Regions from separate parts of the Mus musculus genome. Here region 2 is linked to region 1. A link is a contact called in public HiChIP or PLAC-seq data. All regions are on one chromosome and are shown on one strand. Each heading gives the region's core, a stretch centred on a gene start, on an enhancer-like site or on the middle of the called end of the contact. The rest is flanking DNA. Distances are from core to core; before and after follow the strand shown.

Region 1 (4,124 bases), core at 1,617-4,116:
TGGCTTTACCAGTGCAGAAAATATTTTTTTAAAACAAAATGAGGAGCCAGGAGTGGCAGCCCGTAACCCTGATACTCAGAAGAATGAAAAAGATTGCTTGAGCTGGAGAGTTTGAGGTCAGCCAGGGCAACACAGTGAGATCCATTCTCAAGTAAGCAATCAAATGATACTACTGAAAAGCGATAACTACTTGGCAATATTTGACATATTTTCTTCTAGTCGTTGTAATTACAATCACACTGTCTGTAATTTTCTTTTCCCAATTAACATTACTAACATTTCCCCACACTGAGGGTTATTCACCTACTTTCACAAATCCATCCACAATAAAATGACCATCTAAACTGTTTCAATTGGACATATAAGACAATAGTAAATTGCAAAACATAAACCCACAAATCAAAAATCCTAAAACGCAAAACTGAGACAGAAAGTGTGAGATGATCCCTACAGCTTGATGTTCAGCCCTAAATACTCCAGACACATGCCCCAGACACTACAGGCTCTAGAAATGACCTGAGGTTCTCCACTCGGTCTCTGAAAGGTTTTAAAACTAGACCAACATGCAATGGGCAGTTCTCTTCAAGTCTCAACAAAAGTTCTTTCTGGGCAGGTTAGTTAAATAACAAGTCTTTCACGATACCTTTGTCAAGAAGAAGGAAAACATGACAGCTCTGCATAATAATAGGAGTGGACATTGTTTGCCCTGAACCTCATGGCCAACACAACCCAAAAGGCTAGGTGCCCGGGACAACTGAGTAAGAGACTGAATGACAATGAAATGTACAGTGAGCTCACAAGACTCCAGAGCCAAAACCAACCAAAGGAAGGTAAAGGAAGCAAATGCAGCTGCCTCAGGACAGTTAAGCTGCAGTAGCCTTGAGGGAGGCCACAGGCTTCAAGTCACACCCTCAGGCTGCATGGAGGGCCACCAGTGCTAAAATGCAGCAAGTTCCTGCCCAAGAGCCCTCGGGGTCTATGCCTGAGCCTGTAGACAGGACAGTGACCAGGTGGCTGACAGCCTAGTGAGTGGGTCAGAGGGCTAGCTGAGCCAGGTGGACAGGGATTTAAGGTACCGTACCTGAGAATGGACAAACCGCAAAGCTGTCACAAATCACGACGTAACTCAGACTGACAAGTAACAGTGGAAACTTCTGGAGGTGTTGCTAGGGGTAGGGGAGACAGAGAACCCTGATACAACTCTTCTCTGTGAAACTGGCTAGCGGTCCACCTTCCTGCGCACCCAAGCATGCCCCATATACTCCTGCAGCCCTCACTGATCTCCTCTACCCCAAGACCCCAGGTCCCCAGAAGGCTCATTTTCTCTCTCAATCCGTCTGCACGTGGCAGTGACAGCACGGATGTCCAGTTCCCCCACCCCAGCCCAGCTCCTGCAGGATGGGCCTAAGGATAGCTGTGTATGCATGCTACAGAGGAGGAAGGGCTGACAGGGGACTTTAGAAGAGCTTTTCAACTCAGTGACTGATGCTCGATCAGAAAGAGTGAGCATGCCTGGGGAGGCTAGGTAAAAGCCTCCCTCTCTCCAGGACTGGATGAGACAGGCCTGGGAAGCTGAGCAGAGAAACAAAGCTCACCTGCTCTCAAAGGAGAAGGGGGACTACAGACATGCCCAGGACCGAAGGGAGCAGAGTTTCTCCACCCCACTTACATTAGCACTCCTTGGTCACAAAAGGCCTTAAAACACTTCCAAGAGGGGCCTTCTCCTCTTCAGTCTACATTCTGAACAAATACACCAGGAGGTCAGAGGTGCCAACTAGACACAAGACCCAAGCTCTAGGCTGCTCAACACTCAGTACAGCTCCATACAATCTGAACTTCAGAGAGACAAAAGTACATCCTATTCCTCTCTTCACTTTCCTAATGCAGCCTACTGCTTCTCAGTGGTGGAGGTGTGAATCACCCCAGCTCCCTGAGTTATTAACCTTCTCACATGACACCTCCCCGCCTTCTACTCCCCCAGCCCACCACATTCCTGCTAGCTTGTAATCAGGCAGCAAAATGTCAGAGAAATCTGGGGCTGCACACAGATCCATCCATATGCTTCTCTTCCTTTAAATTCGCCTCCTTGGAAAGGACTACATCTTCTGAAACCGCCTTTCAAGTTGAACGAAGGAGAAACCATTTAAAGTATATGATCGGGACGCGAACCTGTGGCAGCGCCCCGTTCCTGACAGCGCAGCAGCAAGGCAGAACACCAGCTCTGTGGTTTCTCGAGGCTGAACTCCACTCGGTGGGCTGACAGCACTCTGGGAACTTTCCCCTGTGCTGCCCAGGCCCTGGTCCAGGCTCAGCCTCTGGCCCACCGTTGCCTGACAGTAAGACGAGCATCCCGGGGGAGGCTGCACGGTGTGAGGCCACGCGGCACGCACAGCGCATGAGGAAAGAGTACTGACGGGACAGAGAGAACCGAGAAGGGACACTAGGAGGAAAGGGGAGCCAACGGAGCTAGGGGTGCCGGGGATGAGTATGGAGCAGAGGAGGGTACTGTGGGGGTGCCAGGGAACCACCCGGGCGGAAGCTGGAGGAAGAGTCACGACCTGGGTACCTGGACGGTACCAGGCACAGAGCTTCGGGAGCCGTCGGGTGAGGCCCGGAGCCGGGCTGCCCGCCAGCCGCTCACCTGCGCGTGGGCCACCACAAGGCTCTTGTTGCCTTCGCCATGGTAACTCCATTCATTCTCGTCCATTTTCCCCTCTTCCATGCCCCGGCGCCCTGGAACTTCGCGGGCCGGGACGTGGGGACGAGAGCTGGAGGCCGCCCGCCTCGCAGGGCTCCCGCCGCAGCCGTCTGAAGAAAAGCGCCTGTCAGCTGCCGCCTGCGCTCTCAGCGGCGGCGACTTGCAGGCAAGGAGCGCCGGAAGCCACGCCCCCGGCGGCCGCCATTCCCAGAACGGTCAACTTCCGGGTCCCGCCCACCTTACCCTCGACGTCCAGGGTGGTAGGTGGAGTGGAAGCCATATTATGTGCTGGCAGAGTGACTCACTTCCGAAACGCGGACCTGGGAACCGGAAGGGAGGTTTCCGGATCTGCTCCCGGACCTTGAGGCCGGCGGCTTCCTGGCGCCCCGAGTCCGAGGCGCTCACCCTCGCACTGTCCTAGGGCCACGGCTGGATCTTCGTGGGGCTGCAGTAAGGCGCCGGGCGACTCTGAGCCTCCGCTTACATCTGTAGAATGGGATGCACCTTCAATGGCCTTGCTCCGGCCAAGAGAGCCATTAGGTGGTGTTCACACTACTCCGGGAAACGTGGCGAGGAAACCTCACCGTGGAGCCTTTGCCCCAAGACATCCAGAAATGCAGATGAGGCAATAGACTCTCCCACCCCATCCCAGCAGAAAGCAATGACCTCAGTTTATCCTTTAATGCGGGGAAGATTGGCCCTGCCTGGTAGAGCTGCCTAAAGAATTATATGCGGTCCTTGTGCTCTTAAAAATGATTTGGGGCTGGACATGGTGATGCTCTCAGCATTCTGGATGTGGAAGCAAGAGATTTCTAGGAGTTCGAGACCGGCCAGGGTTACTTAGTGAGATCCTGTCTCAAACATAATTTTCATATTTGTGTTAAATTGTTTGGCCACAGCACTGAATATTGCTGTAACTGGTGTATGTGAAGAAAATCCAGCTTAATGCAGGCAGATAGTATGGGTTTTTTTGTGTTAATTTTTCCAAGGAAGACTGGGAAAAAAACAAAAAAACCTGTTCATTCTAAATAGGACACCAACAACAGACTGAAAGATCCTAATAGAATGTAAAAGGTCACAGAAGCCCTCAAATTGGCAAAATAGATTTCATTGTTAGTAAAAGTAGCTTCACTGATTTAGAAAAATAGAGGTGCACAATGCTCTGGCCGCGCCTTGAACCCGTGTGTCTGCCAATGTTCTGACCGTTCCTTAAACCCAGGTGTGTGCCCACTGCTGCACCTCACTGCGAGGTGTTTGTGATATTGGTTGCTGGGATAGAATCGAAAAATCTCCCCAGTAACCACAGCCGGGCCAATCCAGAGTTGCTCCACCTGCACCAGACTCTTTCCTTGTACCCCTCCCATACCCATTTCTTAAGAATAGACATTGTTTAGATCTGGAAATCCCCTACTCCCCCCTTCTCCTC
Region 2 (4,350 bases), core at 1,437-3,936, 290 kb before region 1:
CTGTCTCCTGACTGTTGATTTCAGCCGTCATGCCTGGATTTTGCTTTAAGTACCATGGTTTATACTTACTCTTCCTGTAAAACTATTTGCCATGCTATGCTACCAACACCTATTTACATTCACATCTAAGTATCCTGACTGTATGAATGGGCCGGAGTGATGAACCTATCTCTACCATCTAGGTTTTTGCTCAGTGTATTTGCTCAGTGAATGGATTTGTCTAACGATGCACTTCTCAGAAGAAGTGGAAAAGTGCACATGGCCTGGAGGGGTGGCCGCCACCTTTCACCTCGCCCTGGAGCAGGAGGCAGAGGCAGAGGCAGGTGGGTCTCCGTGAGATCAAGATCAGCATGGCCTTAGAAGTGACTTCCATGACAGCAAGAGCTACTACATTGTGATACCTCGTCTCAAAAATGGACAGTTGTCCCCAAAGGCTGAGACCATGAGGGGCCCTCAATCTGAAAGGTCGTGCACCGAAGTTATGTGGCATTTCAATCAAGGAGGGAGGGTGCACACCACAAACTAACGTGGCTCATCAACCAAGTAGCTAGTAGGCATGGCTCTGTAACTCCCAGGAGACGGCCTTACCAGGATGACAGCAGGGCAGTGAGTCAGAACTGACCTCTCTCTGTGGAGATCTGAGATTTTTGTTCCCGACAGTTCTTCAAGCTCTGCCACTGATCCAATGCACACTACCTGTCAAAAACCGAAGACGACAGGAACTCCTCAGAGCCAAGGAGACTGTGCTAAGGTCATTTAGGCTGTATGGCTGTAGAAACCTGACTCTCTTTACAAGTGGGCTAATGGAGCACTCTGAGCTGCAGGGCAGCCAGTGCTAGCTTTGTTCCCGTGACTCCTCTTCTGCAGGTCTGCAGCACAGGCCCCTAAACCCACAGCCACCACCTCAACAGGCATTCCTGTGGATTTATCATACTCAATCTCTGCCTAAAATAAATAAAATGTCTTAGACTATTGGCCAATGGTATTTTTTTTTTCTTAGATTTAGTTATTTATTTTATTTATTTGAGTACACTGTAGCTGTCTTCAGACACACCAGAAGAAACCATTAGATCCCAGTACAGATGGTCGTGAGCCACCATGTGATTGCTGGGAATTGAACTCAAGGCCTCTGGAAGAGCAACCAGTGCTCTTAACCCTTAAGCTATCTCTCCAGCCCAACCAATGGCATCTATCTTTCTTTCTTTCTTTCTTTCTTTCTTTCTTTCTTTCTTTCTCTCTTTCTTTCTTTCTTCTTTTTAAATATTTTTATTATGTATTTTCCTCAAATACATTTCCAATGCTATCCCAAAAGTCCCCCATACCCTCCACCCTAGGCATCTTACTTTCTTCCTTGTGCCTGGATCTTGCTATTTAATCTGTCATCTTTCCAATCAAAGGCTAGAACTAAATTATTGTGCTGAGGGGATAATAAAAATAAAAGTGGCCTAATTCACAAGGAGTTGGGATGATCATGCTCAGGTAAAGAACTGGGGTGGAGATAGGTGGACCTGGCAGGGAACGAGGCCCACCTGACAGAGGGGTCAGATCAGCAGGAGGCTTCGTGCTTTCACACAGAGAAAGGCCTCTGCTTCTTGGGCACCCAGGGCTTTTTCTGCTCCTTCCCTTCAGTCCTGAAAAGGTTTCCGACTCAGTAATTTGGCTGTTTCCTCTCATGTCCTTGTATGGAATCCACTACACCCCAGGGCGTTGCTCTCCACACAGGACAGAAGGAAGGCTCTGCCATGGAATTGTGTTTGCCTACGCTAGTGGAAGTTAAGGTATACAATGCTTGCCATGTTTTTTCTTCTCCAGTTTCTCATAAGGTCAGTTTAACTTTCTTTCCTTTTTCTTTTTAGATAGAGTCCCAGTATATTCTCCTGGCTGCTGGCCTGGAACTTTCTGTGGAGTTCAGGGGGCCACAAGCTGGCAGATTCACCTGCCTCTGCCTCCCGAGGGCTGCGATTACAGGTGTGCATCCCCACGACACGAATCAGCTGAACGTGAAGTTAGTTCTAGAACTCAATGCTGTGGCACAGGATGGGGGAAATCAAAGCAACACCCACCCACCATCTAATATGCTGATTTCCTGAAAAAAAAATTACTATTTATTTTTCATTTTACAGAATAAAAATTCAAATCTGCACTTAAATAAAAAGTAACCCCCTAAACAGACTGTCTTACGTGATCATTCTAGAAAGGAATTCAGACAGTCAGAGTCCACATTTTTTAACACCATAGTCACACAACATGACAAAGAACTTCAGCAACAGTCAAGCAACACAGGGCCCAGTCTCACCTCCTCCAAGTCTTCGCTGACCCACAGTGGGATGGGGGTGCCCCAGTATCTGTTTCTGGAAATTGCCCAGTCACGGGCCTCCTTCAGCCAATTTCCAAACCGTTTTTCTCGTACAAACTCTGGGACCCTGTCACAGAGGGATGGCATGGACAGTCATGCAGGAGCACTAGACCAGGTAAAAATTATAAACCAGGCTGCCACCACAAGCCTTTGTGTGACGCTTTGTGGAAACACTATGCTAGGCTCACATCTAGCACATCCTTTGAAAAGACAGCAGAGCACATGTTTGGGAAGCCTCTGTTTTGCCTATTTGATTATTCATGAGGTAGGCCATTTGCCTATTTGATTATTCATGAGGTAGGCTGGCCACTTGCTGTGAAGAACAATTGGGGAGGGCAAAGGTTCCTGTGCTTGGGCTTTCTGTAAAGCCAAGGGCAGAAGATACCCACATACCAGGGACTCAAACTCCCAAACTGGTTATAAATAAACTGCTCTGGCAAACACACACACACTAGTCTTCATCATAGGAAAGCTAACAGTCTGAGTATAGCAAGATTGTTCCTTTGTTTTTGTAACAGGGCCTCACTGTGGCTGTCCTGGAACTCAGAGGTCTGCCTGCCTCCGCTTCCCGAGTTCCAGGACTAAAAGTGTGCATACTATGTCTGGCTAAGACATTTTCCCCAAAGCCAATTCATCCTGTAAGGCATACACAAGCAACACTTGCTTATCTCTAGTGGGCTTTACAAAGAAAATGAGTTCTTACATCTTCTATCATAAGCAGATGTTACTTTAGCTGTATGTGACTGTGTCTTCCTAGACAAATAAAGACAGTTACAAATTATGATAGACGATTAGAGATGGTGAGTGCTTGAACTATCCTCACAGCACATGTCGAGGGCGGAAGGGAGGAGCATGCTCACCAGTAGCACAGGTCGTTGTTCTTCAGTAGCTGGTCCACCATGGGCTCCACCCGCACAAACCAGCTGGGCACAGACTTGTAAATGAGGGGCGTGTCTGACCTGGGACCAGAACACAGATTCCACTAGTCAGTCAGAGGCCTACTGGTACCAAGGGCAAGACTGATTCTAATTTCTAATCAGCATCACTTCACCTACTCAGCCTTCTGCTGACAGTTACTTTTATGTTAGATTACAAGTGTCCAGATCAGCAGATGCCTCAGAAGGTGACAGTACTTGCTGTTGCACCTGATGAACCAACATGGTGGAAGGAGAGAACAGACCTCCACAGACATGCCAAGGCCCGCAGGCACACGCAAAGGAGTACTCACACACAAAGCAAGCAAGTCAATGAAAAACTAAACACACAGACGTCCGAGTCTCCTGTCTCCTTTCAAATGAAACCCAGGAAGATAAAGGCAAAAAGATGAACAAAGCTAGGGCCCGGAGAGACGACTCAGCAGTTGGAGAATGCCTGCTGCTCTTGCAGAGGACCCAAAACTGACAGCCGTGCATACACACAGTGTTTTTAATGGCTCTTCTGAGGGCGAGCGAGCATGACGCACATCTTCAATCCCCGCCCTCAGAAGCAGAAGAAGCACTAAGTTTCAGGCTAGCCTGGTCTACGGAAGAGCTCCAGGCCAGTCAGGGCTACACAGAAAAACTCGGGTCTCCAAAAACCAACCAACCAAACAAACAAGGAAGAAAACAAAAACAAAACAAAACAAAAATAAGAAAAAAAGAAAGAAAGAAAAGAAAATGGTTCTTCTGATGATAGAACCAGGGCACAGAGAGAAAGTGTGGGGACAAAGTTCAGGGCACTGAAGAGTACATTCATTTGAATTTACAGGATGCTCTTACACTGAGGCGGTTATCGCACGGCGCGGAGGAGAAGCCCCACCACCACAGCACTCAGCGGCCTCACCTCCAGCAGAAAGGGTAGCTGTGAGTGAACGTGCCCGCCGCCAGCAGCCGGCCCTGCTCCTTCAACATCCTAATGATATTTTTGTCAGCATCCTGTTAATAAATTAGTCAGTCACTAAAACACCTTGGCATACTTACTAACAATATAAATACATGGCTAAGAGCTGATATTTT

The links. HiChIP or PLAC-seq counts read pairs in DNA pulled down with a chosen protein or histone mark.
Region 2: a contact with region 1 is called in an H3K27ac HiChIP or PLAC-seq map of embryonic stem cells, with 2.4 times the contacts expected there. The contact joins the enhancer-like site here to the promoter of Ippk in region 1. A contact is called at or near these places in 5 of 39 promoter capture datasets (cranial neural crest, frontonasal cranial neural crest, hematopoietic stem and progenitor cells and 2 more), 1 of 15 datasets of contacts at CTCF or cohesin (the NIH/3T3 cell line), 3 of 115 datasets of contacts at active chromatin or transcription factors (the SCID.adh cell line and embryonic stem cells) and 1 of 9 other capture datasets (pancreatic islet).

What each region holds. Positions count from the first base shown.
Region 1 is chr13:49,419,984-49,424,107 of GRCm38.p6, reverse strand. It overlaps Ippk (inositol 1,3,4,5,6-pentakisphosphate 2-kinase), which reads right to left and starts at 2,866. Exons shown (of 13, transcript NM_199056.4): 1 at 2,642-2,866. The coding sequence starts at 2,722.
Region 2 is chr13:49,704,752-49,709,101 of GRCm38.p6, reverse strand. Iars (isoleucine-tRNA synthetase) reads right to left here. Exons shown (of 34, transcript NM_172015.3): 12 at 4,178-4,269; 13 at 3,217-3,315; 14 at 2,297-2,423; 15 at 623-696. Among named protein-coding and RNA genes, the nearest start is that of Gm23482, 7.2 kb to the left of the region's middle. Within about 2 kb of position 2,686, at least 26 of the 459 cell types and tissues checked have an H3K27ac peak or open chromatin away from gene starts, as enhancers often do. A contact at or near this core is called in embryonic stem cells, where this site is marked.